2 separate regions of the Oryctolagus cuniculus genome follow, and region 1 is linked to region 2. The links are chromatin contacts, called in public Hi-C maps. All regions are on one chromosome and are shown on one strand. The core of a region is the stretch at or near the end of the contact, and the rest is flanking DNA. Distances in the headings are between cores, read along the strand shown. Region 1 overlaps AGXT2 (alanine--glyoxylate aminotransferase 2). Region 2 holds the start of DNAJC21 (DnaJ heat shock protein family (Hsp40) member C21).

The links. A called contact is a pair of places that touch in the nucleus more often than the background predicts.
Region 1: a Hi-C map of psoas muscle shows a contact between it and region 2, with 2.5 times the contacts expected there. The contact joins the enhancer-like site here to the promoter of DNAJC21 in region 2. A contact is called at or near these places in 2 of 6 Hi-C or Micro-C datasets (psoas muscle and skin fibroblasts).

What each region holds. Positions count from the first base shown.
Region 1 is chr14:60,660,013-60,666,211 of mOryCun1.1, forward strand. It overlaps AGXT2 (alanine--glyoxylate aminotransferase 2), which reads right to left. Exons shown (of 14, transcript XM_008262107.4): 14 at 4,207-6,199. Among named protein-coding and RNA genes, the nearest start is that of AGXT2, 52 kb to the right of the region's middle. Within about 2 kb of position 3,474, at least 3 of the 8 cell types and tissues checked have an H3K27ac peak or open chromatin away from gene starts, as enhancers often do.
Region 2 is chr14:60,588,570-60,594,873 of mOryCun1.1, forward strand. DNAJC21 (DnaJ heat shock protein family (Hsp40) member C21) reads left to right here and starts at 4,740. Exons shown (of 12, transcript XM_008262105.4): 1 at 4,740-4,988. The coding sequence starts at 4,892. BRIX1 (biogenesis of ribosomes BRX1) reads left to right here. Exons shown (of 10, transcript XM_002714131.5): 9 at 901-1,029; 10 at 1,236-1,676. The coding sequence ends at 1,505.

The DNA.
Region 1 (6,199 bases), core at 2,224-4,723, 70 kb after region 2:
CCTATATACAAACACTGTGATACCTTGATGGTCTAATGGGTGGGTAGCATATACTGCATGGATACACTGGGTAAAGCAATCATTCATGTTCTGGGCAGAACAGAGTATGAATTTATACAATCTAAACCTCTGTAGTAATCCCTCCCCCATCTTCATTGAGAGAAATGTTTTCTATACATGAATTTCCTCCTGATATTCAGAGTGGCACCTATCTTAAAATTTATGAATTGTCTATTTCTGGAATTTTCCATATATTTTTGGAGCACAGGTAACTAGAAGTATGGAAAGTGAAACCACTGAATTGGGCTGGGAGGGGACAACGGTATATACAAGGCTTGATGTGTGCCCAGTCTATGCCTGGTGCTGTGGAGCAATCAGGAGAAGCCTAGGAGACCTTCCCATTGCCAGATCTGTAGGACTCACTTTCAAACTTCCCATCTCATTAGCATCTCATTAGCACGACAAGGTCACCTTTACAGCCAATTACCAACATGCCCATTACACAGGAGACCTCTGGTCTCAGTGCTAAGCAAGCCTGCCACACCCTGATGTCCCAGAGCTCAAAGATGCCTCAAAACTACTTCAGTCGAGTCCAGGAATCGTCCTGCTGCTGTGCCCTGCTGCTGTTTGAAGTTTCAGAGTAGAAAACGCTGAGTTTTGTTGCTCTGTCTGATTCAACCTGCTCACGTCACAGATGAGAGGATGTTGACCTCACCCACTTGGGGATGGTGCTTACTGAACCGTGACCGCAAACCAGGCATCTCTGCTGGTCTTTACCTTATGCCTCGTTCTGGGATGGACTTAACCTCAAATGTCTGGTAATGAGAAACACACTTGCAGCAAACAGCTGAGTTCTCTGCTATAGTGAACATTTCTCCTCACCTAGATATGAAGTCTGTTTTCCTTAAGGCAGCTAAATCTCTCCATTCATGTAAACATTCATTCTATGAATTTATACAATCTAAACCTCTGTATTAATCCCTCCCCCATCTTCACTGAGAGAAATGTTTTCTATACATGAATATCTTCTGTGAACATTTCTTAAAATTGTTGCAAAATTGAATATTTTAAATGTACAATTCTTGACATTGAGCACATTCACAATGTTGCATAATTACCACCACTATCCATGCTTAGAATTTTTAAATTACCCCAAATAGAAGCTCTGTACCCATCGAACAATAACTCCCAGCTGTTCTCTATTAGACTCTCTGTCTCAATGAATTTGCCCTGGGGACCTCATGTCAATGGAAATAAACACTAGCTGTCCTTTAGTGACTGCCTTTGTTCACTTAACAAGTTCAAGGTTTACCCATGCCATGGCATGTAGCAGAATCTCTACCCCTTTAAAGACTGAAAAATGTTCCATTGCTTAAAGGCCCATGAAAAAATTTTGTGGATTTCAAAAAAAAAAAATTTCTTTTGTATGAAAATAAATATCTTTTAACTACATTTTAAATGAACTTTCTGAAATACTCTCAGGTGAACATACCAGGATGTGCTTTTTCACGTATGGATATTTGATATTTGATGGCTATTTGCCCATGCCCACCTTTGGCTTTTGTAAATTATGCTGCTGTGAACATGGGAATATCATTTGTTTGAGTGCCTACTTTCACTTCTTTGGGGTATATACACATAAAGGCCGGACTGGCTACAGCATATGGTAATTCTATGTTTAACTTTTTGTGCAATCCCCATGCTCTTTTCCACAGCAGAAAACAATACTATCAGCAGTGCACAAGAACTCAGTTTGTCTGTGTTTTCACCAAATACTTGTTATTTCCTGTTTTTTGATAATAGCTATGCTAGTGGGTATGAAGTAATATCTTCTGTGGTTTTGAGTTGCATTTCCCAAAAGATTTATAACATTGAGTATCTAATCATATTTTTTCATCCATTTGTATATCCTTTTGAGGAAATACCCATAAAGTCCTGTGCCCATTTTAAATATATATATTTTTGCTGATGAATTGGAGGAGTTCTTTATATATTCTTGGTATTAATCCCTTATCATATATATGACTTACAAATACTTTTCTCCTTTTTTTCTTTCTTTTCACTCTCTTGAAAGTTTTTTTTAATGCAGAAAATTTTTAACTTTTGCATAGCCCAATTTAACTGTTTTTAATTTGTTGCCTATGCTTTTGGTGTCATGTCCTAGACATACCTGCCAAATACAATGTAATGAAGATTTTTCACCTATATTTTCTTCCAAGAAGTTAATGATTTTTAGCTTTCATGTTTAAGTCTTCGGCTCATTTTGGGTTAATTTTGCATGTATCGATAAGAAAACTGCATTCTTCTGCCTGTGGCTTTCCAGTCTTATCAGCACTATTTCTTGAAAAGAATGTCCTTTCCCTATTGAATGGTCTTGAAATGCTTGTCAAAAATCAAGTATATGCATGATTTTATTTCTGGACTATCTATTCTACTCTATTGGTCTGTGTATCTGTTCTTACGCTAGTACTTTACTGTTTTGATTACTGTAGTTTGTGGTACTGTTTATCAAAAAAATAAATTTGTGAGGCAGAGAGACAGAAAGAGAGGGAGGGGGAGGAGGAGGAGGAGGGGTAAGCGGAGGGAGAGGGAGAGGGAGAGGTAGAGAGAGAGATCTGGTTAACTGCCCATATGCCTGAAACATCTGGGGTTGGCCATGGCTGAAGCTGAGGGCCTGGGACACAGTCCAGGTCTCCGACATGGGTGACAGGGATTAAATTACTTGAACTTTCATTTCCTCCCAGGCTCTGCATTAGATGGAGCCAGGAATTGAACCCAGCTATGGGTATGTGGGATGCAGTATCCTAACCTCCACTCTAAATTCCTGTTTCTCTGGCGAGTTTTGAGATCAAGAACGTGAGTCTTTTTCTCAGGTACATTTTTTTAAGAAATTGTGTAACTACACAGCTTGTTCCTTTGAAGAATGCTTTCAAAAATGGCAAAATCTGAATCTTGGAAAGTTTAATACAGAAACTAAACTGCTTTCTTCCCTGAACCACACGGATTGAATGAATATACACCCTACTTCCTTTGATATGAAGCCAGTGCGTGTCCCCTCAACCCTCTAGAAGGATTGGAGGAGTCAGGGAGGGGTTGATTCTGGGTGACATAGAGAAGTAGCAGAGAGGGGGAAGGGAGGCAGTGCTCCTGGGCAGGGAAGGAATCCTGCTGCAAAGATGGAAGGAGGGGCTTACAGACATGGCTCCCAGGGTCTAGGAGTTGGCTCCAGGAGTACTGTCAAGAATAGAGAGGGCCTTCGAGCCCAGGTTGGTTGAACTGGCACAGGACCACCGCAGCCGCATGGATCAGGCCACTGCCAGGTGGTCCTGGTATGTGTGGGTGCCACACAGAACTAGTGGGAGTCCTCCTCTGTGGGACAGTGATTATCAACAACACTCCTACAGGAGTGCAGTGATAGTGCTGGTCCTCGCCCCCAGTGCCAGCTTAGGAAGAAGAAACTCCTAAAAATATTTCACTTCTGGCAGAATTTCCATTCTCCTCCTACCTCCTTGCTTTTTAAAAATTTCCTTCAAGTACCAATGAATGATGCCTGCAAGTTGTGACTTTTTGCAAGAGCAGAGAAGGAGGTAACAGGAAGGGCCCTTAGCTTAGCTCTTTCATGGTGAGGGTGAGGTGCTGACTGTCAGTCTGGACAACATGACCAAGGAGGGAACAGAGCAATAAATGGACCAAGCAAGTCCCAAGTGTACCAAGGGCCAGCAGTGAAGAACACATCAGCTATGACTGCCAAGTCTGGGACACTCAGAGGAGACAAAAAAAGCTGTGATTGGCAGGTGAACAGGGCAGCAAAAGGGCTGGCAATGAAGTGAGATAGGCTCAAATTTGCTTAAGACTGGCTGGGATGGCTGGGGGGATTAGCCAGCACCAGGCACTTACGGCAAGAAAGCAATGTGTCAGTAAATATCTCTGTAGCCAGGAGTGCAGGAAGAGAAGGCAGGGGGTGCACAGAGACACTAGGCCGCTGGCTGTGTGAATTTCAAGTCAAGTGGAGGAGAATGTTCAGGAGATGTGCTTAGGATTATCAGTACCCAGATGGAAAGCCACCAGGAAAATCACTCAGACAGAATGTACAGAGAGGAGGACGAAAGGGTCAGTGTCATGTCCCTAGAGTGTACTATTATCTGGGGCAAATGAAACCAGAACCAATGTGTGAGAACGGAAAGGACCCGAGAAGTGATATGAACATGGAAGTCTGGCCGGCGCTATTGCTCACTAGGCTAATCCTCCGCCTGCGGCACCAGCACCCCGGGTTCTAGTCCAGGTTCTATCCCAGTTGCTCCTCTTCCAGGCCAGCTCTCTGCTGTGGCCCGGGAGTGCAGTGGAGGATGGCCCAAGTGCTTGGGCTCCTGCACCTGCATGGGAGACCAGGAGAAGCACCTGGCTCCTGGCTTCGGATCAGCGCGGTGCGCCGGCCGCAGCAGTCATTGAGGGGTGAACCAACAGAAAAGGAAGACCTTTCTCTCTGTCTCTCTCACTGTCCACTCTGCCTGTCCAAAAAAAAAAAAAAAAAAAAAGAAAAAAAGAAAAGAAAAGAAAATGGAAGTCTGTAGTGCTATGAAAAATGAAAAGTAGAGGAGAGGATTTCTAAGAGCATGGCCAGCAGTCACAGATCCCACAGAGGTGCAGCTGGGATGAAGGCTTGAATGTGGCCACTGGGGCTGTATTGGCCATTTGCATCAGAATACGTTCCCAAGAGCCGTGCTGCAGAGGAAAGAGAGAAGTGAGGGAATGATGTAGCATTTTCCCACTTCTTCCCAGCACATCACTTTTAGCAAGAGGAGAAACATTTGCAGAAAGTTTTTTTTTTTTTAATGCAATAACAATGACAGACTGCATGTTTATAGGTTGAGAAGAAAAGAAGAATGTAGAAGTTAAAGATCCAGTAGAGAATGAACAACTCACACAAGATCCTGGAGAATACAGGGGAGGGCAAAGGTCGATGTGAAATAATAGCTTGACCATGAAAGTGAACACAGGCTTTGTGAAGGGCAGAGGAGCCTGGAGTTTGGGGAAGGTACTGTCGCAGGTGCAGGCCAAAAGTGCACCCTGCAGGACCCTACGAGAGTTGAGAGACCAGCAAGATGTTGGGGAGAAGGCCAGGAAAGGGCACTGGGCACCGGCTGGGGAGCAAGCAAGAGGCAATTTTAGGAAGGCAGAGGAGGGCTCTATGCAGGAGGGTGAGAATCAGAGTTCTTGTTGGATACACCTCCTGTTTTCCCATTAAGTCAAATGCCAAGTCGTGTACTGAGAGTGAGAAGGGCCAAACTGTGGACTACAGGCCTGAGCAGAGTGCAAAGATTTGCAATGTAGCCTTGGAGGAAGCGTGAAGATTTCTGGGAAGCTTCTAAATTCTTCCAGGGGTTATTAAGGCCTTGCCATACGTCATCTAACAGTGGCTTTTTCCTTCCTTTCTGAGATGGTATTTGGTAATGTCCCTAGGGTACTCTATTATCCTTATTATTATTCTTAGCAGTTAGCTAAGAATCCACACATATGATAATATGATATATATCTAAATACATACACATTGACTAGAAGTATGTAATTCTAGCTATATAGTAACAAATATCCGAATATATATACTACACATATTTGTAAATCACATACAGACATCACAGCCTTGTCAGATGACTAATCATTTATCTCAAGTGGGCTAGTTGTTGTCTAAGATGCCATAAGATCTATGGACAAAATGCACACAGCACTGTGAGGAGTTAGCTTTTGCCTCTCTGTGAGGAACATTATGTTAGGCTCCAAGTTTATGAGGATTAGATAATGTCACTTGGCCAATAGTTTAGAGTCAAGTTCAGCAGATCACATGTCTGCACAAGCACAAACGTTAGCTCAAATGGCGAGAGCCAAGTGCCTGCTAAGGAGGTTCCAGGAAAAGGCAGGGACTCTCTGCGGACAGAGTTGATAGTAATGAGCAGTGACTGCAGTATTTTCTTGTTTAAACTCTCAATAGGGTTCCATGGGGGTGATGTCATCCTCTTTTTGGGTGTGAGAAAGCTTGATATCAAATTAACCTAGAAGTTAATTTGCCCCAAACAAATCAAATGGGAGCTGGTGTAACCTCCTCTCACTGCATCAAGTCCCATCTAATGGAAAGTTTGTGTTTTCTCACTCGCTGTGGAAAACCCTATCCTGAGCTTTCTTTTGTGATGTTCTCTCTCATGGA
Region 2 (6,304 bases), core at 3,490-5,989:
ACGGCCTGGGAAGGCTGTAGAAGATGGCCCAAGGACTTGGGCCCCTGCACCTGTGTGGGAGACCAGAGGAAGCTTCTGGCTCCTGACTTCAGATCTGCCCAGCTCCAGCTATCACGGCCATTTGGGGAGTGAACCAGCGGGTGGAAGACCTCTCTCTCTCTGCTCACCTCCCTCCCTCCCTTTTCCCTCCCTTCTTCTCCCTCTCCAACTTTCTATAACTTTCTTTCAAATAATAAGTAAATCTTTAAAAAAAAAATAAAGAATATGTACCTTATTAAGGAGCAGGTGTCATGGCACAGCAGATTAAGCCACCTCTTCAGATGCCCACAGTCTCATAGCTGAGTTCTGGTTCACATCCCATTACTTACACATCCAACTTCCTGCTAATGTGTTCTGGGAGGTAGCAGATGATGGCTTGCTCAAGTATTAGGGCCTCTGCCACCCATGTCAGAGACCCAGATGTGGTTCCAAGCTCTTGGCTTCAGGATTGTTGTAGACATTTGAGGGTACAGTAAACCAGCAGATACAAGATCTCAAAATACCTGTCTCTGTTTCTGTCACTTTTCCTTTCAAGTAGATGAAAATAAATATATTTTTTAAAAAAAATAAGTTTTCAAAAATGCTTTTATATTAAACTGAGAAGCAAGATATGAACCAAATTAAAATTATTTAATTTGAAAGGACACACTAAGAAAAGGTTTGTATTTTGTCATACCAACTCTGTGTAACTAGTGATAGATTTCAGAAAATATTGATGCATTGGCACTTGTCAGGATTCACCTCTACCTTAATTTTGCTGATTGTAAGTTATTTAGGCACACTTATAATGAGGTTATAGGCAGTATATCTTCTAGGATAGTATATTCAAACCAAAATGAAATGTTTCCCTTTTTATTAAAGATCATAGAAGAAGATGCTGCTCTTGTAGAAATAGGACCTCGTTTTGTCTTAAATCTTATAAAGATTTTCCAGGGGAGTTTTGGAGGACCAACTTTATATGAAAATCCTCACTACCAGTCTCCAAACATGGTAAGCTGTTTCATTGTTAATGGTCTTTGTTGTACCAGAACATTTCTATGAAATAATTAATGTTCTCTTTTACCTATGAAACTGAATTTGGTGTTTGCTGCATAAACTTGAAAATTTCTACTTTTTTTTTAATGACACTGTGTGAAGGGAAATAGTTTTCATAAGTGAATGTCTTTGCCTTATTAAAATGTGTAATTTTTTTCTAGCATCGGCGTATTGTAAGATCCATGACAGCTGCAAAGTACAGAGAGAAACAGCAAGTGAAGGACGTGCAGAAACTGAGAAAGAAAGAGCCGAAGACCATACTTCCCCATGATCCCACTGCAGATGTTTTTGTTACTCCAGCTGAAGAGAAACCCATAGAAATACAGTGGGAGAAACCGGAACCTAAAGTTGATTTGAAAGCAAGAAAGAAAAGGATTTACAAGAGGCAAAGGAAAATGAAACAGAAGATGAACAAAGGGAATGCAAAGTGAATCCGCGGGTGACCAGATTTGCAGTTAGCGTGTATTTATTCCATACTGAATATGTAAATACTTTATTTTCTAGGTTCTCTTAGGTCTATTTAGTGTGACATTGAATAAAGGAAAATTTTAAATCTTGATGATGTTTTTCTAAATAAAATAAAACCAGAACTGATAAGTTAATTTGTTTTTCTTTTCAAAGTTTTTGTGTGTGTGTCAGTAAAAAAGCATACTCAAAGGTTAGTCCTCTTTTGGTTTAGCAAAGTTGGAATTCAGCTTTGTTATTTTGGGGTCCTAATTACTTGTAAAACAAAGTAATCAGTTTCTTATTGGAGGTTTCATTTTTATCTCTTTTGGGGGTGGGAAGGATGGGCTGGCTTAGGTGTTTGCAGTGAGCATTTCTACACAGTTTGTTTCCTAGAAGTAGAACTCGGGTCAAATGTTTTGAACACTATTATTTTTGCTTAATTCTCCAAAAATTGTACCTCACCAGAAGTTAGAGTTAATTCCTTGTACCCTTGCCAGTGGTGAAATAATCTGTCATTGGATTTAAAAAAATCATTTTTGGTCAGGTATTGGTTTTTCTTGAGTGATTGTGTGTGTGTGTTTTGAAGATTTATTTACTTATTTGAAAGTCAAGAGTTACACAGAGAGGAGAGGCAGAGAGCGAGAGGTCTTCCATCTGATGGTCACTCCCCAGTTGGTTTCAACGGCTGGAGCTGCGCCAATCAGGAGCCAGGAGCTTCTTCCAGGTCTCCCACAAGGGTGCAGGGGCCCAAGGGCTTGGGCCATCTTCTCCTTTTCCAGGCCATAGCAGAGAAGTGGATTGGAATAGGATCAGCCGGGACTAGAACCGGTGCCCATATGAGATGCCGGCACCTTAGGCCAGGGCGTTAACCTGCTGAGCCACAGCACCAGCCCCCATAGTAAGGTTTTTCTAGACATCTTCTTTAAGTTATATTTAAATTTTTTTAAACGATTTATTTATTTATTTGAAAGAGTTACACAGAGAGGAGAGGCAGAGAGAGAGGGGTCTTCCATCCACTGGTTCACTTCCTAAATGGCCGCAGTGGCTGGAGCTGTGTCAATCTGAAACCAGGAGCTTCTGTGTCTCCCACGCGAGTGCAGGGGCCCAAAGATTTGGGCCATCTTCTGCTTTCCCAGGCCACAGCAGACAGGTGGATCAGAAGTGGAGCAGCTGAGACTGGAACCATTATGCCATAGCACTGGCCCCACATTTTAATTTCATATTTTAAATCTTTCATGTGGGCAGAACTGTCATCAATCTTACATGGTTTTTTTTTTTTAATTTTGTCAGCATTCCTGGGTTTAAGTAGGCTACCTGAAATCTTCAAAGTCTTCTAAATTGTGCAAGTAATTCAGGTTAGATTTTCAAAATATTTATGGCTAATTAAGGCCAAATCTGGTTGAAAGCAAAAAATAATGGCCACTATGTAGCCTTGGATGAAACTAAGTCATAGTCAATGTTTGTTTTTGAACACCCATGCATATCTACAAAGTTACAGGCAAAGATAGATTTTTTTTTTTAATTTTTGACAGGCAGAGTGGACAGTGAGAGAGAGAGAGAGAGAAAGGTCTTCCTTTGCCGTTGGTTCACCCTCCAATGGCCGCCGCTGCAGCCGGCGCATCGCGCTGATCCGATGGCAGGAGCCAGGATCCAGGTGCTTTTCCTGGTCTCCCATGGGGTGCAGGGCCCAAGCACCTGGGCCATCCTCCACTGCACTCCCTGGCCATAGCAGAGAGCTGGCCTGGAAGAGGGGCAACCGGGACAGAATCTGGCGCCCCAACCGGGACTAGAACCCGGTGTGCCGGCGCCGCAAGGTGGAGGATTAGCCTAGTGAGCCACGGCGCCGGCTCCAAAGATAGATTCTGTTCTTGAGAGCATAAAGTTCCCATTTCCCCTCAAGCTCAGACTTCTCAGTCCATGTCCAGTGCCAATGCCAAAAGGTTGAGGCTGTGGAAAATAAAAGTTTTGAATGGTGACTGGTGACATTGCTGTGTGGAGAAACCTGGTAAGGCTTAGGGTTGGTTTTGATACTAGGGAATAAGGGATAAACAAATTGTTCATTTCAACAGGTGTCAGAAACACCACTAACCCTTCTGTCCTTACCCATATGTAGTTGATACAGGAAACTCACAGGTAGTGTGTGTGAATACTCCACATTACAGGGGAATGTATTGGTGTGTGGATGCAATTTAAGGACAGTGGGATATGACACCTTATCAAATTGCAGCAGTTGTACAGATCCTCCGTACTGTAATACAATGTAATACATGTAGATCAGCCAGAAGCTACTGGTTAAATACTATTCCATAGCCACTTTCTCAGTCCAAGCCAATTATGGAAAGGTAGGATTATTGACCAGAAATACATTTAAAGAGGACTGGATGGATGAATACTCAACATTTTATCCTTGACAATAATAAAGCTTTTGGTATGTTACTTGAAGAAATGTTTATCTTACTGTAATTTTCCATGTAGATCAGAGTACTAAGTGGCAGCTGAAGAGTTGGAAAGAGATTAAGGAAAGAGATTAAAAATTGGGTTCAGTCCAGCCAAGTACTGCCACTGTCAGCTGAGGAGGGTCAGGCCAGCCACAGGACTACTTGAGTTGCTGGCTCAGTGGTGAAGATGCCTCTTGGGAAGTCTGGGAGTCTGTCCTGTGTCAGAATGCCCAGGTTCGAGTCCTGGCTCCGCTCCAGATTCCAGCTTCTACCCATGTGTACCCTAGGGGTAGCAGGTGATAGCTCAAGCAGTTGGGTTCCTGCATGCACGTGGGAGATCCGGATTGACATCCCCACTTGTGGGTTTGGCCAGGCCCAGCCCTGGATGTTGCTAACATTCGGGGAAATAACCAGGGATGGAAGTTCTCTGTATCCTTTTCAAACAAAAGGTGAACATTTATAACTTATAATATAGTCAGAGCCCTACAAGATATTTACCAGAACCTCTCATAGCAACCCTATTCCGTCCCATCAGCTTTCAGATCAGCGGCCAAGTAGACGCCACTCAATCTGATAGCCATCTGTGGCCCTCACAATGACACCTGACGGCCCTGCCTCCCTTCCGCGAGGCTCCGCCCCCACCCCGCCGCTGCCCCGCCTCCCTCGCGCGCGGCCCTTCCGGGAGCAGATCCGCCCCGCCTCCCATGCGGAGCCGCCGCCGCCGGCACCGCCCCCTCCGCGCGCCCGCGTGCCGCAGCCCGCGTCGCCCGCCAGCGCCGCGCGCCTCCGCCGTCCCACGCCGCCGCCGCCGCCGCCGCGCTCGCTGGCTGGCCCGGTGCGGGCGCCGGGCTGCCGCCGGAGGAGAGGCCCGTCAGCGCCGCCGCTGCCCCTGCCCGGGCCCGGGTCGCCCCGGCTCCCCGCCTGGCCCGGCGATGAAGTGTCACTACGAGGCGCTGGGGGTGCGGCGCGACGCCAGCGAGGAGGAGCTCAAGAAGGCCTATCGGAAGCTGGCCCTGAAATGGCACCCTGGTAGGTGCTGTCCCGCAACCGCCGCGGGCCCGCGACCCTTCTCACCCCTCTCCTGGGCGACGCCGGGGGCCCGGCCCGGCGCCCCGCTCCCAGGCCCCTCCGGCTCAGAACCCCGCTCTTTCCCGACGGTCCCGGCTCCCGCATGGCCACCTGATGGGGAGAGACAGGTGTCGGCGACTTCACCTGCGCCCCCGCACACACCCGGGGCGGGGGCCGGGGCCGGGCCGCGAGGCTCCGAGCTCAGGCTGGCCCCTGCCTCGCCCCTGGTGGGCCTCAGTCCATGGAGCTCCCAGAACTTCATCCAGGAATCCCTAACTTGGGCACCTTTCTCAGCGAAATTAAGTCAGGGGAGCTCGTCAGGGGCCCTCTAAAAGGAATGCTTCTCTCTGCTGCTCGTGGGCCGGCGAAGCAGCCCTGCGCCTCACTTGGGACCCGGTTCTGCGGCTCACTCTGATGGAGTGTCCGCCCGTGTGTGTGTGTGTGTGTGTGTGTGTGTGTGTGTGTGTGTGTTGATTTAGAACTATGCCGCCTCTGGTGGTTCTGTTTGGTTGTGACCCGGGCCTGTGTGGCATTCCAGCCCGGGAAACTACGAAGTTGAATCTCAGCCTTCTGGGGTTTATAATAAGGAGCGTGAGTAGTTTCATGAATTCGTAAACACAGCTGGCAGGTGATCGCCTTGTATGCATGCGAACTCTGAAATGCCAAGACAGGGACCTCGGAGCCTCGCTGGGCAACACGCCACACATACATACAGGTGCAAATGAAACAGTGTAACGTGGTGATGGGTTGGTAGTTGGGTTAACAGAGCAACTAATAATTTCCTGGGAATTATCTGTGTGTGAGCAGGGACTTGAGTTACCTTGTCACCGAGGACCCCGGGGGAACAGAATTTGAAAATGCAAACTTAAAGTATGGGGGGGAGCACAGTGGGGGCAGAAGACGGGCCAGGGGCAGTTGGACCGAGGTGGTGGTCCTGGGAAGGCGGAGATGAGGGAACGGGCAGAGGCCCAGCTGGGAAGGGGTGTTGATGGTTGCTGAAACAAGCAACAGGTGTGAGTCTGTTCTTCAAAGGAATACTGACTGCCAGCAGAAGCACTGAAAAATGGCATGAAAATCAGGTACTTCCCAAAAGTTCTTTGGAACTGTAATTAAAAGATGACTTTATTTTGCTTCAAACATTTTTTTGAAATCCCTGCAGCTTTTCGACAGTATGCATTTCCCGTGGACTTTTTGAAGACTTTTCATATAGTGTAAGGACAGATGTAAATGGCCCAAGTACCGAAATGTTTATCACATCAGGAAGTTAGACGATATTG